6 separate regions of the Mus musculus genome follow, and all the other regions are linked to region 4. A link is a contact called in public HiCAR-type and promoter capture Hi-C data. All regions are on one chromosome and are shown on one strand. Each heading gives the region's core, a stretch centred on a gene start, on an enhancer-like site or on the middle of the called end of the contact. The rest is flanking DNA. Distances are from core to core; before and after follow the strand shown.

The links. Promoter capture Hi-C pulls out the DNA fragments that hold promoters and counts their contacts. HiCAR-type assays count read pairs that join an accessible place to other places. Capture Hi-C pulls out chosen DNA fragments and counts their contacts.
Region 1: a promoter capture Hi-C map of adipose tissue shows a contact between it and region 4, with 4 times the contacts expected there. The contact joins the promoter of Cpped1 here to the promoter of Marf1 in region 4. A contact is called at or near these places in 1 of 39 promoter capture datasets (liver) and 1 of 9 other capture datasets (adipose tissue).
Region 2: a contact with region 4 is called in a promoter capture Hi-C map of adipose tissue, with 3 times the contacts expected there. The contact joins the promoter of Yars2 here to the promoter of Marf1 in region 4. A contact is called at or near these places in 4 of 39 promoter capture datasets (cranial neural crest, hippocampal neurons, liver and 1 more), 3 of 484 Hi-C or Micro-C datasets (B cells, CD4 T cells and CD8 T cells), 1 of 115 datasets of contacts at active chromatin or transcription factors (astrocytes) and 3 of 9 other capture datasets (adipose tissue, liver and pancreatic islet).
Region 3: a contact with region 4 is called in a HiCAR-type map of astrocytes, with 9 times the contacts expected there. The contact joins the promoter of Top3b here to the promoter of Marf1 in region 4. A contact is called at or near these places in 1 of 484 Hi-C or Micro-C datasets (muscle stem cells), 2 of 115 datasets of contacts at active chromatin or transcription factors (astrocytes and embryonic forebrain) and 1 of 9 other capture datasets (adipose tissue).
Region 5: a promoter capture Hi-C map of liver shows a contact between it and region 4, with 2.9 times the contacts expected there. The contact joins the promoter of Dnm1l here to the promoter of Marf1 in region 4. A contact is called at or near these places in 2 of 39 promoter capture datasets (hippocampal neurons and pre-B cells), 1 of 484 Hi-C or Micro-C datasets (B cells), 2 of 115 datasets of contacts at active chromatin or transcription factors (astrocytes and thymic regulatory T cells) and 2 of 9 other capture datasets (adipose tissue and liver).
Region 6: a contact with region 4 is called in a promoter capture Hi-C map of embryonic stem cells, with 4 times the contacts expected there. The contact joins the promoter of Sdf2l1 here to the promoter of Marf1 in region 4. A contact is called at or near these places in 2 of 39 promoter capture datasets (the 3T3-L1 cell line and embryonic stem cells).

Annotation. Positions count from the first base shown.
Region 1 is chr16:11,908,136-11,912,075 of GRCm38.p6, reverse strand. It overlaps Cpped1 (calcineurin-like phosphoesterase domain containing 1), which reads left to right and starts at 2,653. Exons shown (of 4, transcript NM_146067.3): 1 at 2,653-2,810. The coding sequence starts at 2,741. All of the region lies in intron 2 of Gm9961 (predicted gene 9961), which reads right to left.
Region 2 is chr16:16,301,253-16,304,924 of GRCm38.p6, reverse strand. Yars2 (tyrosyl-tRNA synthetase 2 (mitochondrial)) reads right to left here and starts at 1,960. Exons shown (of 5, transcript NM_198246.2): 1 at 1,178-1,960; 2 at 222-389. The coding sequence starts at 1,941.
Region 3 is chr16:16,868,718-16,872,305 of GRCm38.p6, reverse strand. Top3b (topoisomerase (DNA) III beta) reads right to left here and starts at 1,570. Exons shown (of 18, transcript NM_011624.3): 1 at 1,251-1,570. Vpreb1 (pre-B lymphocyte gene 1) reads left to right here and starts at 3,051. Exons shown (of 2, transcript NM_016982.2): 1 at 3,051-3,240; 2 at 3,328-3,588. The coding sequence starts at 3,195.
Region 4 is chr16:14,157,453-14,161,167 of GRCm38.p6, reverse strand. Marf1 (meiosis regulator and mRNA stability 1) reads left to right here and starts at 1,894. Exons shown (of 27, transcript NM_001081154.2): 1 at 1,894-2,024. Mir484 (microRNA 484) reads right to left here and starts at 1,542; the gene lies at 1,476-1,542.
Region 5 is chr16:16,356,991-16,360,481 of GRCm38.p6, reverse strand. It overlaps Dnm1l (dynamin 1-like), which reads left to right and starts at 1,451. Exons shown (of 21, transcript NM_001360008.1): 1 at 1,451-1,718. The coding sequence starts at 1,617.
Region 6 is chr16:17,130,161-17,134,194 of GRCm38.p6, reverse strand. It overlaps Sdf2l1 (stromal cell-derived factor 2-like 1), which reads left to right and starts at 1,812. Exons shown (of 3, transcript NM_022324.3): 1 at 1,812-2,071; 2 at 2,402-2,598; 3 at 3,407-4,034. The coding sequence starts at 1,885. The coding sequence ends at 3,688.

The sequences.
Region 1 (3,940 bases), core at 1,404-3,903, 2.2 Mb after region 4:
CTGCCACGATCATTGCCATGAAGATAATGGACTAAACTTCTGAGACTGTAAGCAAGTCCCTATTAAATGTTTGCCTTTGTAAGAGTTGCTGTGGTAATGGTGTCTCTTCACAGCAATAGAACACTGACTAAGACAGTAACTAATACAAGGTCTGCCACACTATGGAAAGTAAAAGTGCAAATAAAAACTCATGGAAAATCATCGATTCAGAAGTAATCAGAGCAAAGCTTGACCTGGCCCTATAGCCTACTAAAGTGACATAACATCACAGAGCCTCACCAAGAATACTGCTGACCTTAGACAAGGCACTTTTCCGTACATCAGGCCTCAGCTTCTTATCTGCATTCTAGAATGTTTCAATTGGTTCTAGCCACAGACACCTTGAGGAAGAGCTGGCTCCACTACTACCCAAACTACATTCTGAGGACAGAAAAGTCTATTACCCTATAAGGACACTCATGGGGTGGGATGGCATACCAGCTAGTGACTGTCACCCTTCTAAAATCTACCCCTCTCCTCCCACCCCACTCCTGGTAACAGTTTTCTATTTAGAAGACCACATTTCAAAGGTGCTGTGCAAAGAAAGAACTAGATCCATATATTTAATGAGTTGAGAGACTTGTGGATACAAAAATTACTGCCTGAGATGTAGGCTAGGGCTGAGTCCCTCGGAAGTATCAGGGCTTTGGCTCTCAGCCATTCACTTTCACTTTGCCCATTTCGTCAGATCCCTCCTCATGTCCAGGTTGTATGTGGCAAATAGAGGTATGATGATTAATAATTACCATGGCTAATATACTTACTACTTGCCACTGCAACTGTTACTTTAAGCAGTTTGACATACAAATCCATCAACTCTTGTTACTTTGTTCACGACTATGGCAGAAACGGATCAGAGAAAGGTTTTTATGTTGCAGATGCTTGCACAGGAACTTAGCCAAACATCACAAAGATGTATGGCACAGGAGCTTCTCACCTCAAGAAGGGCAAGCGGCACACTGTCACAGGAAGTGTTTAGGAACAAGATTATCTCCAAGACACGCCTTCCAAAGACCTTTATTCTTTAACCTGGAATCACCTTCTAAAGTTCTCTGAACCTCCCAAACCACTGCCATTTGTTAAGTTTTAAACCCAGGACATGGGTGAGGTGCCAGTTTAGCACATCAAAGTGGACCTGGCCTCCAGGTTCTTCCAGCAGCCTCAGTTCCTACCTGATATAGGGTATGGCTGGCATATCCCACCCTTTACCCTGAACACTCCAGCCCAGAGGCTGGGCTGCCCTTCCCCCCCCCCCCAGGGGCTCTTCCCTATATAGTCCAGACATTTTGTTACCCAGCCTTTTTGTACCTTTGGCCTCCTGGCTGCTGCACCTGGTTCTTTTCTTCCCTCCTTCTCCTTACCCCTTCCCCTTGCCCAGTATTAGATTTTCACAGATGTCTCAGCTTTTGGCTACACTCTCCCACAGATAAGCTTTCTCCTCCACCACACCTAGGGGGAATTCATATCCTTTCCCTTCCTTTTTATTTCTTTTTCTTTCGTTCACAACTAGCTGGGGACAACTTCCAACATGAGCCTACGGGAGACATCTTATGTGCAAATTACAACATCATCTAACTTTCTCACCAACCCAATAACCCTAGGTATTGTTATTGTTCTCATTTGACAGGTAGGAAAACTGAGGTGCAGAGCAACTAATTTTTAAGATCATACCTAAAGTAAGTGGTAGTATTAGGATAAACCCAAGTAGCTGAGACACAAGCTCATTTGTATTTCTGTCCTAAATTGCTAGGACTTATATCTGACTCTAGTTCAAGGTCATGGGACATCATCCTAGCTCTGTTAACCATACGAACATTTCAGGCTTACACTTGTTGAGAAGAAAATTTAGCAACTTGGCAGATCCTAGGAATTCCCCTGTAGTGCTTAATAAATGTATCCTCTTTTTGGAGATCTGAATTTAACATTTTCCACCTCGAAATCTGGATTGCTACCAAGTGTGAGGGTTGTAGTCCAGTGTAACGGCTTTTGAGTTGGATAGATTTTGTCTTGCTCACCTGCAGCTCTTAGCTTTCAGGAGTTGTGTCTCTCTCTGAGTGTCAGTTTCCCCATCTGACAAGTGCAGTCAATGAGGTAACAAGCAAAACACAAAGTACTTCGGGCAATGCCTGTTACCCAGCAACAACAGTGACAGAATGACAGTGGCAATGTCCAGGCAGTCAAGATGCCTTAAAGACTCTTGAGATTATGGTGGGCAGTTTGGAAGGGTTGCAACATAAAACTTAGGACATCAAATTGAAATGGAATTTCAGATAAACAATATTTTAAAAATAACTGCTTAAGTATCTCCCAAATACTGCATGAGATATATTTAAGCTAAACGTGGGTTTTGTTGGGTTTTTTTGTTTGTTTGTTTTTGTTTTGTTTTTTCCTATTCTTGTTAACCTGAAATCCCAAATTATGAAGCGGCCCGATGCGTGTTACATAAGACAACTCCAGGCCTCAAAGCCTCAACCCCCAGTCTGTTCCAGTGAAAGTTGGATCCTGACCCCGGGAGGATCCCACTAGGGGTGGCAATCTCCGTGTTCTGCCCAGGCAGTACTAGCAGCACCCAGAGCGGCCCCGCCCCGCCCGGCCCTCCTGGAGGGCAGGTTCCAGAAGCTGTTCCAGGCGGGGCTGCCGGGTGGTGTGGAGTCGCTCCCTCCTCTCACAGAACGTGCCCAGGCAAGGCCAGTCGCTCGCCATGTCCGCTATGGAGGCGGCGGATGTTTTCCACAGAGCCCGGGGCAGGACCCTGGACGCGTTTTCCTCAGGTACTGCTTGGCTCTTCGCCTGGGAAGGGGGGCACTCCAGAGCTGCAGAACCTTCCGCGAGGGGAACCTTCCGGTCGCGGGCGCTCACTTCTATCCGGATCCCTTCGTGGGTTGCACACAGCACCGGGGACCGTTGTCGGAGTTGTTCCTCCCTCGCAGTGTTGGGTGCTTCGCTGGCCTTGACTTGACCTTGCAAACCACAAACTTAAAAAATAAAGCAAACAAACTAAACAGAAGCGGGGCGGAGGTGGCAGAGAAGTGAATGACTGCTTGGGCTCTGCTACGGGGCCTGTCTTCTCTCTTCCTTGGCAAGCTTCTGCGGGGCAGCTGACAAGCGCTGTGTGTGTCAGGGGCTGTCAATTGTAGTGAGAGTGTTTTTATATCCAGTTGCTTACTGTAACCGTAGAAAGGGAAGGCATTCTGGTCCAGGTAGCGTTCTTGGAAGTTGGGCTTAGATAATCTGACCCAGTCTTGCCTCAAAGGGAGCGTTGTTAACACATCAGACTATTTCTGTAACCTTGGGTGTGGAACACATGCTGGGTGTTAAGCAAATGATAGGCCCCAGCAACTCAGAGGATACCGGATTGGTTCCTGTTTCCCTGTGTTTCCTTTGGATCTTTGGGGTTGATTCTTCTCTGGCACTTGGCTTAGAATCACAGGAACGCTCGCCTTGTTATCCAGCCTCTAATTTGCCTGAACTGCTCTGAAAAAAGAATCAGGCCCGTTCCAAACCCGGAGGGCCTTGGCACCTGCTCTCCTCTGCTCACCTGGTGGGACTTGGAAGTCTGGCACCTTCTCAGCCTTCACATCCTATTTTCAGGTTCATTTCCTCAGACTTACCTCTGCCTAGCTAGCCAAAGAAGATCAATCCTACAGTTCTCTGCTAGGCCTTTGTTTCTTTTCCCCTCCTTGCAGTTCAAGGTTCTGCACAGGTGCGCACAGCCAAAAATCCACTGATGGTGGACTGGGGAAAGTCCAGTCTGCAGTGTTGCCATTTTCTACAGATTTTAATGTGTCTTAGGTTTTTGTTTGTTTGTTTTCCCAGCCTACATGTTTTTGAGATGCCTCCTATTCTAAGTAGTTCTCCTTCCTTCCTTCCTTCTGAACAGTATCCCATTGATTGCGCATTC
Region 2 (3,672 bases), core at 711-3,210, 2.1 Mb before region 4:
CTGGGATGTAGCTCAATAGTTAAGCACCTACCTAATAAAATAGCCATTCAGCCCTGGGTTCAACTCTAGTATCGTAAAAATAAAAATGGCAATATCATGTGACATAATAATTTACACCTTAAATAGAATCAATGAAAAAAACCTACAAAGAAAAAGATTCACTAGCTAAAACTGAATCATAACTACATATTAATTTTTCTCAAATGCCTATTAAAGCTTACCTTTCTACGGAATCATCTTGCTGTCTGACAAAGAACTGATAAAGTTCAAACGGTGATGTTTTCTCTCTGTTTAGCCAAACCGCATTGCCAGCAGACTTTCCCAGCTTTGCTCCAGTTGTACTTGTAATTAGAGGTACAGTGATTCCAAACACATCCTCTCCAGTCAACCTACACATACATTCATGGTATTCTGTTAGGCACAATTAGTTCCACCAAGCACAGTACACATTTAAGTCTGGTTACTTACTATATGTTTTTAAAACCCTTTCTCAGTCTGGACTCAGGTCCTCAAGAACCATAAAAACACGCATTTTATATCTACATGTGTCGTGCTTAAGTGCAATTGAGGAATGCACCTGAGCAGGTCAACAGGACTTGATTTTTGAAGGATCAGGTAGAAAAATGACAAAGTTGGGCGAAAGGATACCAGGAGGTACATTTAGAAGGTGGCTTTTAATATTTTTAAATGAGTTTTGTCGTGTAGCACACGAACCAGCCATATAATCTATGTTCCTCAAGAAAACTGTGAGGACTGGAGAGGTGGCTCAGTGGTTCTTCCAGAGATCCTGGGTTCAATTCCCAGCAACCATGTGGGATATAATATAAGAATTTGGTGCCCTCTTCTGGCATGCAGGTGTTACATAGAGATGGAGCACTCATACATAAATAAATCAATCTTTAAAAAAAGAAAACGCTGTGAAAATCTTTATGGAGGCGAAAAGCTAAATTAGTGCACACGGTTCTAAACAGAAGTCCAATTATTTTCAGGATAAATAACAATTTCTAAAGAAACTAAAGGCGACTTAGGGAAAACAGACACAATCCAAATCTTGAATATCGGTCTGCTTCCAGCAGCTCTAACTCCCAGCTCTAACTTACAATCTTCCTAACGAATAACACACTACTTCTGTATACTCGTCCCCGGGTTTCCGTAGGCTCTAACAATTCCAGCTTACTTGTGGATGAACTCGTAGCCAGACATGATGTTGCCCAACTGATCTGATCCGCCCAGTTGGACCCGGCATCCATAGTGCTGGAAAAGGTAGTAGAAGTCATAGGCCTGGAGCACCTGGTAAAAGAACTCCGCCAAGCTCATGCCCTCGGGGCTCTTGAGACGCGACTGCACGCTCAGCCGGCTCAGCAGAGTGCCCATGCGGAAGTGGCCGCCCACCGTGGCCAGGAAATCCACCAGGTGCTGCTCCTGGAACCAGGCCGCGTTGTCCAGCACCGTGAAAGAGCCCCAGGGCCGGCCGTCCGCGAAGAGGCGCGCGTGGTTGGCCGCCAGGGCCTCGAGCCCTCGCCGCAGGGCGTGCGCGTTGGCCCGCACGCACTCGGCGCTCAGCGCCTCGCGCCCCTTGGTCCGGCCGCTGGGGTCCCCCAGGAGGGCCGTGGAGCCTCCCACGAGCGCGATCACGTTGTGGCCGGCTCGCTGGAAGTGGAAGAGCCCCAACAGAGTTAGCAGGTGCCCCACGTGGAGCGAGTCGCCCGTGGGGTCGAAGCCGCAGTACACCGTCTGGGGGGACGAGCCCGCCCTGCGGCGGTCAAAGAGTTCGGGGAGCTCTGTCTTCGTGCCGCTCTCGGGGAAGAACTCCTTGAACAAGCCGCGGGCCCTCGGTGCCACCAGCATTCCCCGCGCGCCCGGGCGCACCGCACGCGACCCTCGTAGCCAGACCAGGGACTGCGGAACGCGGCACAGGCGCCTCAGCATGGGCGCCGCCATCTTGCGGGACACGCAAGGCATGCTGGACCTCTGTCGCCCTGCGACCGCGGGCGCCTCGGTGTCTCTCTACGCATGCTCGGGCGTAGCGGGAGGCCTGTTAGGCTTTGGTGCTGTAGGCAGTCCTGGAATGTGGACCGACTGAGTTCCGTCTTGCGGCCCCCGCTGTTCCTCTATCATTTCATTCCCGTTTTCTCAGTGAGGATGTCGTGATAGTACTTCCTGTCTCACAGCTGTGGTGAAAGCACTTGGCGGTGTAGTAAGCGCTCGACAAATGTTTACTGTCGTTTAAATGATCATGCAAAAGCTGTGATGCTCAAGTCCCATAAGTCTTGGACCTGTAGAAAGAACTCGGAGTGGAGTGGAGACGAAATTTCTTTGTACCAGTTTCCCCAGTTAATGAGAGCCTCGTCACAGTACAGGCAGGCAGGCAGGCGCGCGCACACACACACACACACACACACACACACACACACGTCATTAGTGGGTGTCCTGAAGGTGGCAGTCTCCTCCTAGCAAGAGGAAAGTCAAAACAGGAAAGAACTCCCTGTGTTTAGTATAACAAAAACTGGAGTCATTCAAAGTCATAACATATTAGGTGCTTTTAGGAATCCTCTCACCAGGATGAGGACTCTCATTTGCAATTGTATGGCAGGTGAGCCAGCCCCCAAGTCCCATTGTAGATTCTGACTAATTTTCTTTAAACATTTTAATTAGCGTACACAAATTGTACAAAATAATGAATTTATTCTGACATTTCCATATATGAGTAGACGTGGGCCATACTTTCAAAACTCCCTGATTTATGTGGAGTAGCATTATTGAGAATGTGCCATTTGTGGCCATCACCTACCATTGTGAGAGAAGTAGGGGTTATGGAGGGAGACAGAGAACAATTGAGCCAGGAGTAAGTTGCAGTAGAGGTGTGCTGGCTAGTTTTATGCCAAGTTGACAAAGTTAGAGTCATTGAGGTACTTAAACTGAGAAAATGCCCTCAACCAATGTGGCCTATGAACAAGCCAGTGGTGATCAGTGATTGATGTGGAAGGGACCAGCTCACTGTGGGTGGTGCCTCTTGATAGGTCCTTTCTCCGGTAAAATGAGCCAATTCAAACCAGATTAGATTATAAAGCAGATTTACTGTCCCCCTAGAATTGAGGCCAGGGGGGGTCGCCATGGGGGGGGGGAGAAAGGGCTTGTGGCAGGGGGTGGGGAGAGAGAGAGAGAGAGAGAGAGAGAGAGAGAGAGAGAGAGAGAGAGCAAAATGTGTAGATTGTATAGCAAAGAGCGTCTGAGGGAAGGGCAGCCCATCCCCTGGGCTGGAATGTACAGGGTTGGGGATAGGGTATGCCAGGTAGAGACTTAGGGATGCTGAGAGAACCTGGAAGCCAGATCTGTTTTCATATGTAAAATATGCACCTGAGTCTCTTGTCCCAGGGTCCCAAAAGAAACACCACCCTTGGTGGTCCTGGGTGCTAAAAGAAATCAGGCTGATCAAACAATGTGGAATAAGCCAGTATGTAGCACTCCTTCATGACTTCGGCTTTAGTTCCTTCAGGAGTCTTTCTGACTAGAGTCCTTGCCCTGACTTCCCTGAATGACGAATTATAAGCTGTAAAGTGAAATAAACGCTTTTCTTCCCAGGCCATTGGTCATATTGTTTTATCACGGCAATAGAAAGCTCAGGCCAGACAAGAGTCATTCAGTATCCCAGAGGAAGTCAGGAGCTGAGAT
Region 3 (3,588 bases), core at 321-2,820, 2.7 Mb before region 4:
TTGATGGCTTATAAGCATCACCTACACACCACACTCACACTTTGTGACTCTGAAACAACACTATTCACTTAAGCTTTTGCTGTGTGTGTGTGTGTGTGTATGTGTGTGTATTGGGCAAAGACAGCGTCTTGTGTGGCCAAGGCTGGCCTCTTAACTATATAGCCACTACGGCCTTGATCTTCCTATCTTCAACTCCTGAGTGCTGGGAATTCAGGAGTACACCAAAATGTCTAGCCAAAATTTTTATATATGATCACTTAAATAAGACTCCTTAACATAAACCTACATGATATACCAAGTCTTTTCTGCCAAGGCTCTGACACTATAGTTTGTCCTATTCTGGAGTTAGGTAAGCAAAGGGCTATTTAGGTGTGGATTGCAAAGAGAGAATAGCAAGACAACCTGCCCATTCTTTGCCACACCTCACTAATCAGTGTCCCTTGGAAAGCACTGTAAATATGGAGGTTTCTTTTTGTATTATGTAGTAGTGGATTTAACTTGAGGAGCCCCAAAAGGGGTCAGCAAAGCATGGGAAATCTAAGAATTTAACACTTCAGTGACTTTTAATCACCTACAGATCCAGGAAAATAAGCCTGTCTCTTAACTCCTTCTTTGTATCTAGTATGCTGCAGCTCTGTCTACCAACATTGCTATAAAATAGGAGTTAAAGTTAAACAAACAAATAAACAGTTATTTTGTGTGTGGATATGTATGGGCACGCACATGCTGCCGGTCACAGGTCAGAAGACAAATTGTGGGATTCAGCTCTCTCTTTTTACAACGTGAGTTCCCGGGGTCGGAACCTTGGTTGTAAGAGCGCTGAGCCATCTCATCATCCTAGTTTAAAAAGCCAGAATAAATCGCAGTGCATAACAATTCAGACTAGCGACAAGGGACCTTGGCGAACGGTGAAAATTCCCCCCTTTCTCTGGCTATCAAATCCAAGTCGTCCTGGCTTTTCACAGTCCTGTTCCCAAAGGCCGGGTTCCAAATAGGTTAAGAGAGGTCATCCGTTCTTCCCTATGCATAACTAGCTGGCCCTCGACTCTAGCTCATTGGTTTACCCAAGTTTTCTCCTAATCTGCAGAGATCAAGTCCGAGAACAGCCTGGGTCTCCAGACAGAGCAGGCTCCGGGAGGCAGCGAGTGGAACCTTCGGATAAGAACGCAAACCGCAGGCCTGAGCCTCTGTGGGCAGCACAACTTCCCTGAGCCGGTTTCCCTACCCTCAACTAGGGGGAAACGTCTCACCTCGGGGCCGCGGGGAGCTCGTTGGAAAAGCGACCACTGCCCACTAAACGCGGCTCCACCGCCGCCCAGAGGCCCCACGGCGAGGGCTGGATGGCGAAAAAGCCGCGCCAGGGCAGGACCCTCCCCCACGCCCCCGCCCGGGTCGGAGCGCTGCTACCATTCCGGAAATGCCTGGGGAAAGCCAGCGTCTTCCGCTTCCTCGAGCAGCCAGCATCCCACTGCTCACCCGCCGTGCCGCTGCGCCTCTCGCTCCGGCTGTGCTTTCCCCGGTGGCCACTCACGAACTCACTTCCGGCTCTGTCCGTCTGTGGCGTCCCCTCATCTGCCCTCCGATGTCGACACTAAGGTGTCTGCAAGTTCCGAGGCTGGTGAGTTCCGGGTGCCTTGCTGTCTGCTTCCTGTTGGGAGCAGCAGGGGCTCCCCAAGTCTCCATTGTGTCTCCAAAAAATCATCCGGAGAAGACATTAATGACGATTGTCAGTATGATTACGAGAACTGATGAAAATATGCAATTAATGATTAAAATAAAAATGTAAAGTTTATTTTTATTTGATATGCATTGGTGTTTTGCTTGCATATGCACATCCGTGCGGGGGTGTCAAATTCCCTGGAACTGGGGATAGTTGTGAGCTGCCATATGGGTACTGGGAATTGAACCCAGGTCCTTAACCACTTAACCAGCCCAATAATTAAAATAATTTAAACATTTCAGATAGCAGGCTTTTTCAGTGTTAGCAACATCTGTGAGCGGGATGGTGGCTCTTACCAGGAATCAAGCAATCAGAAGGTTGAGACAGCGAGTTAGAGGTCATTCAGGGCTACATAGTGAATTTCATTCCAGCTTGGGACTATAGGCTATACAAGACAAAACAAAACAAAGCACCTTTTAAAATTTTGAAGACCACACTACTTGTGTTAATGTATCTGGAAGATAATATGTAATTTTTTTAGAGTATTAGAATTATGGAAGTTTTAAAATAGTTTTGATGACTTTATTAGCATACCGTTTTTTAATAGCCTGGTATGGTGGCTCACAACTTTGATCTCGGCACTTGGGAGGCAGAGAAAGGCAGATTTCAGTGAGTTCGAGGCCAGCCTCATCTGCACATTGAGTTCCAGAATAGCCAGCCAGAGCAAAATAGTGGGATCCTGTCTTAAAAAAAAAAAAAAATATATATATATATATATGTATGTATATATTCAGATTGTCTCATTATGTAGCCAAGGCCATCCTGGAACTCACTGGAACTCACTGTGGACCCAGGCTGGCCTCAAACTTATGTTTTTAAGCCATCCTTTTGTTACCAAGACTGGCTATGACAGCCCCAACTTGTCAACGAGACAAGTAAGAAACCTATAAGATGGCTCAGCAGGCAGACAGTGGCTGCCAAGCTGGCCATGTGAACACAAAAGAAATGAAAATAAAAATGTAATTAAAAGAGATAATACTAAAAAGCAGAGGAAGGAGATTTATTTAGTGTGCTCACATATGGTAGAGGAACATCTAAAGAGGCCCAGTGACTGCTCCCACACATATTTGGGGTCTGATATGAGGCTTAGGTTTAAGGAGAAAACTCTTGTCCCCTTTACCAGGCATTTAAAGTGAACTACAGATCTGCTTATTTGGGGCTCAGCCTCTCAAGGGGAGTTGAGGTCACTCTCCCTCAGGGAGACAAGCCCGCAGTCCTGGGTTCTGGCCCATGACGTTCCAGCAGGTGCTTCCTCCCAGAATGCTTCCCTGGGTCAAACCCAGAGCCACAAAGGCTTCCATTAGACCATTCTGGTAAGTGACAGAGTCACAGAGCCCAGAAAGCCTGGGAGGGTGGTGAGCAGGAACCAGGGGTGCAGTGACCCTCTCCCCAAAGCAGGGAGGAGAGTGCTTCCCAGCTGGTCAGGGCCCAGGAGCAGTGGCTGTAGGGGGCAGGGTGCTGCAGGTCTGGAGCCATGGCCTGGACGTCTGTCCTGCTCATGCTGCTGGCCTATCTCACAGGTAAGGAAACTCTTGGGGCCCAGGGCTTCTTTGCTCCTCCTATGGCCTTGCTCTGCCCCAGTGATGGACATGCTTCTATCTTCTCAGGTTGTGGCCCTCAGCCCATGGTGCATCAGCCACCATTAGCATCTTCTTCCCTTGGAGCCACCATCCGCCTCTCCTGTACCCTGAGCAACGACCATAACATTGGCATTTACAGCATTTACTGGTACCAGCAGAGGCCGGGCCACCCTCCCAGGTTCCTGCTGAGATACTTCTCACACTCAGACAAGCACCAGGGTCCCGATATCCCACCTCGCTTCTCCGGGTCCAAAGATACGACCAGGAACCTGGGGTATCTGAGCATCT
Region 4 (3,715 bases), core at 645-3,144:
TATCTTTGTTTCATAAATGTGAAGATTATTACTGAGCAAAGGAAAAAAAAAGGAAGTTGGTTTTTTTTTTTTTTTTAATGAGACAGGGTCTCTTTGTGCAGTTCTAGTTGCCCTGGAACTGTGCCACTACTTCTGGCAAAAAGTTGAAACCTACTTTTATTAAATAGTAGGTAGTGCTTTTAATTTTGTTGTTGTTGTTGTTTTGTTTTTCGAGACAGGGTTTCTCTGTATAGCCCTGGCTGTCCTGGAACTCACTTTGTAGACCAGGCTGGCCTCGAACTCAGAAATCTGCCTGTCTCTGCCTCCCAAGTGCTGGGATTAAAGGCGTGCGCCGCCACTGCCCGGCTTCTGGCAGACTTTTAAGTATAACTATTTTAAAGTAATAACCAGCTAGGACATTCTATACTGTGCCTACATTTAGATTATATTTTTTTCCTAACTTGTAACAGAAAGCAGCAAAGAGCTAGAAATTTCAGAAATTATCTTTCCCCCTATGGAATCCTGAAAACTCATATTTAAGCCAGGCATGGTTCTAAATAAAGGTTATGCTTTTACTTCTTGAACTTGTAGGCAACCGCAGGCAGATCTCTGAGTTTGAGGCTAGTGTACAGAGAGTTCCAGGGCAACCAGGGCTATCACACAGAGAAACCCTGTCTGGAAAAACAAACAAAAAAACCCAACTCATATTTAGGTCAAGTAAAAGTGAAGCCTTCAAGGCTCAGTGGGGTTGGGGATAGGGGTAGCGAGGATACAGAACAGTTTATCTGTTTAAAACATGAAGTATTTTTGATTTCACAAAGTTCTTATAACTTTAGCATCTTCTTTTTCGTGGCCAACCTGTCATCTGAAAAGTATTGGTTACAAAGCACTAGGTTTATTAAAACAAAACGTTTGCCAGGTGACACAAACTCCTTTAATCCTAGCACTCAGAAAGCAAGGGACTGCAAGTTCGAGTACAGCATAGTCTGCGGGGCAAGTTCCAGGCCAACCCAAGGCTACACAAGTGAGACACTGTCTCTGAAAAGAAAAAATAAAACTGGGTAAGGATATCATGTACTCTTAACTGTTGGTGTCAATATTCAGCAGCAGTCTTTGCATGTACTTGATCAGCACTGAAACTGCTATAGGTAGGGAGGACTTTGCCAAAAGCCCATTTGGCAGGTTTAACTGTTCTTTCTCCACTGGCCACTAGGTTGCGCTAAAAGATGCAGTGCAACGTGCACGATTTAATTTGTAAAAATAAGGGTTATCACGTGACGAGGCAGAGCATTAATACTTTATTTCACATTAATCTTCTCTCCTTAGTCCTCGCTCCCAAGACCTTTTAGAGCGGAACCCTAACAAATCCCATCTGGCAAGCCTTTCCTTGACTCCATCACAAAAGCTCCCTAGTTCTTCGCCTGGAAGATCCGTTCGACATGGCGTCATCAAACCAGTAGTGAGAACTCCTAAACTGGGGTTCCTGCTAAAAAAAATACGCCGCCAGCCCCCTAGGTAAGACCCTATTTTGAGGTTTATCGGGAGGGGACTGAGCCTGACGAGGCTGCAGGGCCGCGAGGCCCCGCCCCCCCCACTTCCCAGCGTGCCCTGCGCGGAGAAATACGCGGAGGCGAGGGCGGGGCGAAAGAAAAGACTGGGCGAGACTCAGGGAGGGGTGGAGCCAGAAAGGGGAAGGGAGGGACGGGGGAATGGGCGGGGCTACTGGAGGAAGCGACTGGGCGGAGTGGGGACGGGCTGGGAATGGGCGGAGAAAGGGAGCGGCCATAGGGGGCGGAGCAGAGGAAGGGTGTGGTATTATGGAGGAAGAGGTGAGGCAGGGAGGCTCGGAGAGAGGGGCGGGGCTAGTAGTAGAGAAGCGTATCGGTTTTGCGACAGGGGCGGGGCGGGGCGGAAGCGGAAGTGGAGGGAGCGCTTGGCGGCGGCGGCGGGAGCTGCGGAGTCGGGAATCAAAATAAAGGGCCTGGGGGGGGTGGGGGGTAGGCGGCGGTGTCGGAATGTGAGCCAAGAAGGAGCTAGTGGCTGAGGTGAGTCCTCTGTCAGTGCCGGGACTCCACTAGGGCGTACCGGATGCTCTGATCAGCAACGTAGCTGGTCTGGAAACGACGCCTTTTCCCCCCTCAGACTGATGCTTCTGGGATTGAAGGACCGGGACTGGGACTTGCCGAAGGGGCCGTGCGAAAAAGTCGCTCTCCAGTGCTCCCCCGGTCTCTTCCGAGGCGTTTAGTCCCAGCTGGCGCTTGTCTTCCTGCTCGCTCCCCGGCCCTCCAGGTGTCAGTAGCAACCTTCGCAGGATGTGCAAAGTTGGAAAGTTGAGAAAAAGGACAGTTGTGTGGCTGAGTCCCTTATTGTTTTTTTGTTTTTGTTTTAATAGCCACTTTGGATGCAGTTTCAGTTTCAGCCACCTCCCCAATTAATTCTAGCACGAACGTGGTGCTTTCTAGTTGCACTAGTATCTTTTGGACTTTCCAGGATCTTTCTGTTTTGCATACAAGGAAATTGTCAGCTAAATGGTCTTTCTTCACCTTCAGTGAGCTCTACATTTGTCCAGGGTCATTTATTGATATTTGTGAGGCACAGTTGAGTTGGAAGGTTGGGATACCGTATATTCACATACAGTCAATATTGTTATGGAATTTATATTCTATTGGAGAAAAAAGAGTCATTTTAGTTAAAAGGTAGAAGACGAGCAAATACATAGGACTGGGAGTTTGTGGCAGGGGGGAGGTCATTTGGGAAATAATTCATCCTCAGGTATCTCTTGTCACCAAACTACAAATAAATAAGTGAGGGGGTTGCTATGATGATTAGACTCACAAGAGATGGGCCTTATGTTTATAAAGATGACATGCCCACAGCAGCACAGATAGGTGGCCTTCAGAACCAACATGCAGGCAGTACAATGTTGCACACTGCATTCTCAGCCACTGTCTAAGTTGCTCAGAAACTGAGTTTCAGAAAGGAAGACTCTCTCACATTAGAACTTCCCCTGACTGATTCGGCTGCTTAAATGGAATTCCTAGGAATATTTGGGAAATTTTTAGGCTGCAGGCCACTAATGTTTTTCCTTATATTTGTTTGAACTGAGTAATCTGTCTATATATGCCTGCCTGCCTGCCTTGTCTATCTGTCTATCTATCGACAGAGTTTCACTGTGTAACCACAGCTGCTTGGAACTTGGCTGCCCTTAAACTTGCAGATATCCTCCTGCCTCTGCCTCCTGAGCTACCACTCCTGGCTCTTTGAGCAATATTGAAGGCACCTTGGTGTAGAAAGAGGTAGGTGAGCCTTTTGACCTGAAGCTAGCTATGAAACTTTATTTTAAACGTTTCTGTTTCTCAGTGAAGTGGTAGATATGGTAGTTCATTTTAGGATTTGGCTTTGAAAGATTTAAGCACGCTGAAATTATGAACACTGTGATTATAACAAGTTCTTATGAATAAGAGTGGAGTGTGTTGGGTGATATAAAACCTGGATTTCTGGATTTTTGTGGGGTTTGTTTTTGTTTGTTTTTGTGTGTGTGTGTGTGGTTTTTTGTTTGTTTGTTTGTTTGTTGTTTGAGACAGGGTTTCTCTGTGTATCATTGGCTGTCCTGGAACTCACTCTAGATCAGGCTGGTCTCAATTTAAACAGATCCACCTGCCTCTGACTCCCCTAGTACTAGGCTTAAGTGCATGCGCCACCATCACCTGGTCCAACCTGGATTTAATTATAAAAA
Region 5 (3,491 bases), core at 202-2,701, 2.2 Mb before region 4:
ACTATGGAGACAATAGAGCTGACTCTTGCCTCTGCCTTCTCAGTCTGAGGTTACATATATGCTGCTGCACTTGGTTTTGGATTCTGAAATCTTTGTTTTTAAAAGACAAAAGGGAAGGTCACAACATTTGCCAAGATGTCCAAAAATCACTTCTGGATCTTCAGAGTCTTTCATTTATGTGTTTTTCAAAACTTATTAACCAGCCACCATCTGTGTTCTGAACAGTAAAGCCTGTCTCCTATGGCATATGTTGCAGGTGAATGGTAAGTAACCCCTCCAGTTATACAATCCACAACTTTGTGACTATGAGTGCTCATGGCTATCATGAATAGATAGCAACAAGTTTTGCTTGGCTTTTCACTCCTCTCAGGCTGGGGAGTTTGTGGCTCTGAGTTACTGTTTTATTTATGTTTAACAGTCTTAAAATCCAGTATATTGTGATTATTTTGGTACCCTCATTACCCTCTGATATTCCCCCTTCCTTTCTAGGACTCCTTCTTCCCACCTATTAGTCCTAGTGGGTATACTAATAGAAAAAGCTAATCCCCAACTCCAGCAAACATTCACAGTTACTGCTCCTTTAGAAAGAATGGAGCTTCATGGGCACCTCCTGTTTCTATGATAGATAGCTGGAGGGCCCAATCTTGTGCAGGTATATAGTGCTATGTATTCAGGCTACAACTACAGCTTTGTAAGTAGATGACAGCTGCTCAATCCTTGGTTTCTTATATTCTTTCTGCCTTCATTTCTGCATTGTACCTTAAGTCGTAGTTGGTGTGTGTGATACGAATGTCTAGTTCTAAGGGCTTATCATTCACTCTCAGAACTTTGACCAGATAAACTCTCTTGGTGGGTAGGCTGGAGCGGTAGAAATGTCTGGAGACATTCTTTTAAGTTTTCCTATAGTTTCCTTGATTGCTCTTCATAAAGTAGTACTTCTCATAAGGAAATGACATTGGTTAATTAATAGACTCTATCCCTATTTTGGAAGGGGGGGGGGGTTCGAGACAGGGTTTCTCTGTGTAGCCCTGGCTGTCCTGGAACTCATTCTGTAGACCAGGCTAGCCTCGAACTCAGAAATTCGCCTGCCTCTGCCTCCCAAGTGCTGGGATAAAGGCATGCGCCATCACTGCCCGGCGACTCTATCCCTTCTTATAAACACAGGATTTCACTATGTAGTACAGACCTTGTTAACCTTTTGTCTAAGTCTTCCATGGTTGTCCATAAAATTGGTGTGTCCCAACTCCTGGAGGCATACTCATACATAACACTCTAACAATCATTATTCATCTAGCTGTTAGCTAGCATTTTGACTATAGTAGACTCAGATTCACGGTCTCAGCTTCCTTACCCGCCCAGTTCAGGTCGATACCTGAAACCTTCTAGAATAGGCCTTCGCGTTCCACTCAGCCTGAACTACATCTCCCGGCAGCCTTTGCGCGCCCACCTCTGTCGTGGCGCGTGGCCTGCCGGGAGCGGGCTGGGTGCTGGCCCGGCCCAATGGGTGCGGGCTCCCGAGGAAAGGGCGGAGGAGAAGAGGAAGCAAGCGGGCTGTGGGTCGAGTCCCCATTCATTGCAGTGGCCTGCTGGGTTGGGGGTCCAGTGTTTCGGGGGTCATGGAGGCGCTGATCCCGGTCATCAATAAGCTGCAGGACGTCTTCAACACAGTGGGTGCGGACATCATCCAGCTGCCTCAGATCGTCGTAGTGGGAACGCAGGTAAGATGAGGCCGCGATTGCGAGGCCTGGCTCGGCCGCAGGCCTGCAGGTGTCGCCAGGAGGAGGCCGGCAGCTCGGCGCTCCGCTCTGCTCCCGGGCGCTCAGCGGGACTGAGTGGCCCTGCAGCCTACAGCCCGGCGCGGCTTGGCCCAAGGGCACTCGGGGGACGCGCGGGCGGGCGTGTGGGCGGCTGTCGCTTCCTTCCGGCCGCTGAGGACGCGACGGACTCAGGAGTTGCTGTGAGCAGACAGGCAGCAAGCTAGTGGTGAGTCGGTGGCCCACGGAGCTATTACAAAGTAAAAATAAGATTAAAAGAAAATCCCGGGTGTAGTTGGAGGCCTAAAGTTAGGAAGGAGCACCATGACTTTGGTGTTTGTAATTTTGTTACTGTGACCCAAATTTGGTATAAGGTTCTCAGGCCTTATGTGGGGTATTGGCGATAAGTCCAAATTTTGTATGAAAGAATGTTGAATAGATATCTAGAATAGCAGAGATATGTGAGTTTCATTTTTTAAAAAAATGCCTGCTTTGAACTGAAGAGGAGCAACAGAACTTTAGGGGAGGAGGGCGTTTTTTGTTGGTTTTGTTTGTTTTAATGTTTGTGAGTACGCCGTCGCTGTCTTCAGACACACCAAAAGAGGGCATCAGATCCCATTATGGATGGTTGTGAGCCACCATGCCACCATGTGGTTGCTGGGAATTGACTTCTGGAAGACCATTCAGTGCCTCTATCCTCCTGGGGAGAATTGTTTTGTTTTGTTTTTGTTTTTGTTTTTTTTTGGGGGGGGGGCGTCGAGACAGGGTTTCTCTGTATAGCCCTGGCTGTCCTGGAACTCACTTTGGCCAGGCTGGCCTCGAACTCAGAAATCCGCCTGCCTCAACCTCCCGAGTGCAGGGATTAAAGGCGTGTGCCACTACACCTGGCGAGAATTGTTTTTGAGATGAGCCCTACTCTGTACTTCAAGCTGGCTAAGAATTTACCTTGTTACCTGAATTGGCTGAAACTCATAGCACTCCCCCTGCTTCAGCTCCCTTGACTGAAAAACTACCATGCCCAGAATTTTTTTTTTTTTTAATTTTTATGATGTGAGTGTTTTCCCTGGTGCTGGTTAGAAGAAAGTATATGATCCCCGAAACTGGAGTTACAAATGATTGTGAGATGCCATGTGGGTGCTGGAAACCAGGTCCTCTAAAAGAGCAGCCTTTGCTCTTAACCTCCAAGCCATCTCCCCAGCCCCTTTATAAACATACTTTTAGGTGCTCCCATTTGTTAATATTCTTTTCTTCTGAGGTGATGGGTGATTTCTCTGTTTTCCATGGGTTGTATGGCTACATCTTAACTACAGAAAGTGTATAAATATTATAAGAAGAAATAAATTAGAGGATATCCATATACTTCAAACCATCCTGTAGTTTATTATTATTATTGGCCTTTAAATATTTAAAGCAGTAGGAATTATTTTGGGGCCATTTGCTGGGTTGGCATAGATAGTTTTCGGACAGTCATGTCTGCATAATCCAGCATTAACACTTGATGTTGGCTGTGCCCGAAGACCAAATTATCAAGTGTACTATTTGGTTTTTTGTTTGTTTTGGTATTTTGTTCCTGCGATCTTATAGAAGATTTTCAGTGATGCATATTATTCATTGTAACGAGATATTTAGTTTTTAAGTTAATTTTTACTTTATGAATATTTGCCTGTGTTTATGTATATGTATATGTATCAAATGCCTGTTAATTCCTTTGGAAGCCAGAAGAAGGCAACTGATCTT
Region 6 (4,034 bases), core at 563-3,062, 3.0 Mb before region 4:
TCTTAGCAAAACTCCATGTGAGTCTGTCTCAGCTGACATCACTCTGTCAATTGGCAGAGTCTGTAGAAGTGGCAAGAAGCGAGACATACCACCACCAGAAGTTTTTTGGTGCACTTTTCTCTATGGAGTCCTGACAAATGGAGCTCAACTACGAAATGTAAGATGGACCAATATATGTGTGTCATTAGCAGAGAATCCATTATCATATGTCCTTTCATGTGTTTGTTTAAGCAAAACATCCTTTTATCTGAATGTTCCTTCATGAGTCTGTCTTAGCTTTTCATCTATGTCCACTTCAGCAAAACGTTCCTTCACATGTTTGCTCCAACAAAACATCAACCCAATGCAACTGACACATAGAGTCCTTAAGTCTCCACTTCAAGGGCTGGAGAGATGGCTCACTGGTTAAGAGCACTGTCTTCCAGAGTTCCTGAGTTCAGTTCCCAGCAACTACATGGTGGCTCACAACCATCTGTAATGGGATCCAATGCCCTCTTCTAGTGTGTCTGAAGACAGCTACAACTCATATACATAAAAAAAAAAAAACTGTTTTAAAAAGTTTCTGTGAGAGAGAGAGAGAGAGAGAGAGAGAGAGACGGAAACAAATATAAAATGTCATGAGGTGAGGCCCCATAAAAGTTAAAAGAATTTTTGGTTCCCCCATTTTGGCTCTGGAGTGTAAGCAGAGATATTTTGTGTGAGGCTGTGGTCCTTTGTGAAAGGCAGTTCTGGCTGAGCCTTTTGTAAATTATTCTTGTTAGACATTCATGCACGAGATCCCCTCCTTCTCAGCCTCATATTCATGTGTGTGTTAGGGTTAAAGGCCTGACAAATGACTCTATTTTGATTCTAACTATTCTGACACAGCTTACTTAGAAACATGTTGTCTGCCTGTCATCCTCTCTAGGCGGATGACCTCAGACTTATTCTTGAACTTCCTGCCTCCACTACTTGAGGGTTGATTTGCTAAGGATCAAATCCAGGGTTTTGCGCTTGCTGGACTCACTCAACTGAGCTACATCTGCAGACGGAAACATAAACTTTAATGCAAACATAAACTTTACTGCGTATCTAGCTAGTGCCCTAAGTACATGCTTCATCAGCTTCTTAGTAATGTAGCCTGGAGGGGCAGTTCCTTTGTGAATACTCAACAGATGGATGGATGGATAGAGTGAATGTGTGTACGTGAGCGCGCGCGCCAGCACTGTGTGAGTGTGTGTGTGTGTGTGTGTGTGAGAGAGAGAGAGAGAGAGGGCTCACAGCTTTGTCATCCAGCAACCTTAGGATTCTGCCACCAAATGACTCAAGTAGCTGCATGACTAAGAGAATTAAAAAACCATGGGGTCCAGAAACTGATGTGATTCAGTTTGATTAACTCCTGGGGCCAGGAGATTTCAATAACTTTGTTATCTGCCCACTTTGAGACCACAAAATCTCGTAATTAACATAAGAACCTGTAGCTTTATCCCGGGGTCTGAGTGGAGGGACACGAGACTAAAGTTTAGGGGGTCCAGGGTCAAAGGGGTTCCTATACCTACTACACCCGAGGATCTCTAACCGGGAGCCAAGTGACTAGAAGCAACCAACCCGGGTGTGCGGCTTTCCGTGGCCTCTCCGGGGACGCTCGCCGCAGCCACTGCTTTATTGGCGGGTCCTCGGAAGCGTGGACCAGTTAAAATCCTCCTGGTGTCTCCAACCCCTTTCCAGCTACCTCCTTGGAAGCTGGGGGTGGGGCCGCTGCACACGGTCCAATAGCAGTGCAGGAGGAACGCGCGCGCGCAGACGATTGGCTGCCGTGGGAGGGCGCTGTCAGAGCTGGATTGGCCGCTGTTGAGGACGGAAGCGCAGAGGTCTAGAGCAGCTGGAACCTGGCCGGCTGGCGGGATGTGGGGCGCGAGCCGGGGCAGGGTAGCGGGGCCAACGCTGCTGGGGCTGCTGCTGGCGCTCTCAGTGCGGAGTGGGGGCGCGTCCAAGGCCAGCGCCGGGCTAGTGACCTGCGGGTCAGTGCTGAAGCTGCTCAACACCCACCACAAAGTGCGGCTGCACTCACACGACATCAAATACGGATCTGGTGCGCAGGGGTGGTGACTGGGACCGCCAGGGGGCGGAGGGCTTAGAGACTAGGTGGTCCTAGCGGGGTCTGTGGGTTGTCAGGGAGCTGGGTGGTTGCGAGTCTAGACTCGCTTGTGGGTCGTGACTGACAAGCCTGAGGGATCGAGGATGCGCGGGAAGGGGGAGGGCGATGTCCACCGGTACTTAGGGTCTGGCCTGGGCTGGGGTGAGCTCTTTGGATCCTAGAGTGGTAGGGGCTGTGAGGGAAACTTTTTAGTGTTCAAGACGAGGGTCCGGAGGTCTGTGATTAACAAGAATCCACGGGGTGGGGTGGGCTGTTACTCTTCAGGCAGCGGCCAACAGTCGGTAACCGGCGTGGAGGAGTCCGACGATGCCAATAGTTACTGGCGGATTCGCGGCGGCTCCGAGGGTGGGTGCCCGCGCGGACTCCCAGTGCGCTGTGGGCAAGCAGTGCGGCTCACGCACGTGCTCACCGGCAAGAACCTGCACACGCACCACTTCCCGTCGCCGCTATCCAACAACCAGGCAAGCCCCGTTCCGAAACCCACAGAGGCTGCGTGGGGCAGGGACCCAAAGACAGAGGGAGGGATGTAGGGGAGGGGCCCAAGAGGGGACTCAGTGTCAGCTACTGTGAATTGGGAGTTTCTATTCAGAAGTTTATGGAGCTCCTGCTCTGGGTCCTGTCCCCAGTAACTTTCTCCACCGAGTTAGAAGTGAGAGATTAGTTCGTATTTGGACACAGAGGTGGACCCACAGCGCAGATAATAGGAAACTGCAGGAAGGAGAAACTCAGGGCTGGGTCTTAAAGAGAAGTGGGAGCTTCTTCCTACTCCTTCCCCTCTGCGAAAGAGTTCCTACTAAAGTACAGTGTTCATTGCAGCTGGTCTGGGAGGGACGCAGGGAGAATCTGACAGTGCTTTGGAGAGTTTCAGGGGGAAAATGTTGGAGGGGAATTTGGGGGTAAGGCCAGTTGGCACTACACAGTCTGATACAAGAGGCTCTATGCACCTGAAGAATGGGGTGAGAGTCTATTTTGAGACCAGATTTCTCTATGTAGCCCTGGCTGTCCTAGAACACACTATGTAGACCAGGCTGGCCTTAAACCCCCCAGAGATCTGCCTGCCTATACCTTCTGAGTGCTACGCTTAAAGGCGTGTGCCGCTGAGCCTAGCTAGGGCAGGACTCTTGGCTTCCATTTTCATAGCTGTGAATGCTGAAGGTCAGGAAAAGGAGCAGAGGCCCCAGGATACTAGGTGCAAATATGACGGCCAGACATGCAGCTCAGGGGAGCTTGTGCCCTCTGTGTGACTGTTCCTATACCTTATACTCTCAGGAGGTGAGTGCTTTTGGGGAAGACGGTGAGGGTGATGACCTGGACCTGTGGACAGTCCGATGTTCTGGGCAACACTGGGAGCGAGAGGCCAGTGTCCGCTTCCAGCACGTGGGCACCTCTGTGTTCCTGTCGGTCACTGGTGAACAGTATGGTAACCCCATCCGTGGGCAGCATGAGGTTCATGGCATGCCTAGTGCCAATGCTCACAACACGTGGAAGGCAATGGAAGGAATCTTCATCAAGCCTGGAGCAGATCTCTCCACGGGTCACGATGAACTCTGAGAACCAGATGAGTGATGGGAGGGTGGCTGAGTGGCAATCTCGGGGTCACTCTTGTGTAAGACTTTGTTTGTAGGGGCCCTCAAGTGCCTTTATGATTAAAGAATGTTGGTCTGGGATTATTTTTGCTGTAACCCTGGGGAAGATCTGAAGGTGCCAGCCATATCTGTCCAAGTTACCATCTCACCTGTCTCAAGCACCTGCTGAAATTTTTTTTTTTTTTTTTTTTTGAGACTGTCTCACTATGTATCCTTGGCAGGCCTGGAACTCACAGAGAGATCCACCTGCCTCTGTCTCCTGAGTGCTGGTATTAAAGGTGTACACCACCACAACTGGCCCCAACCTGTTC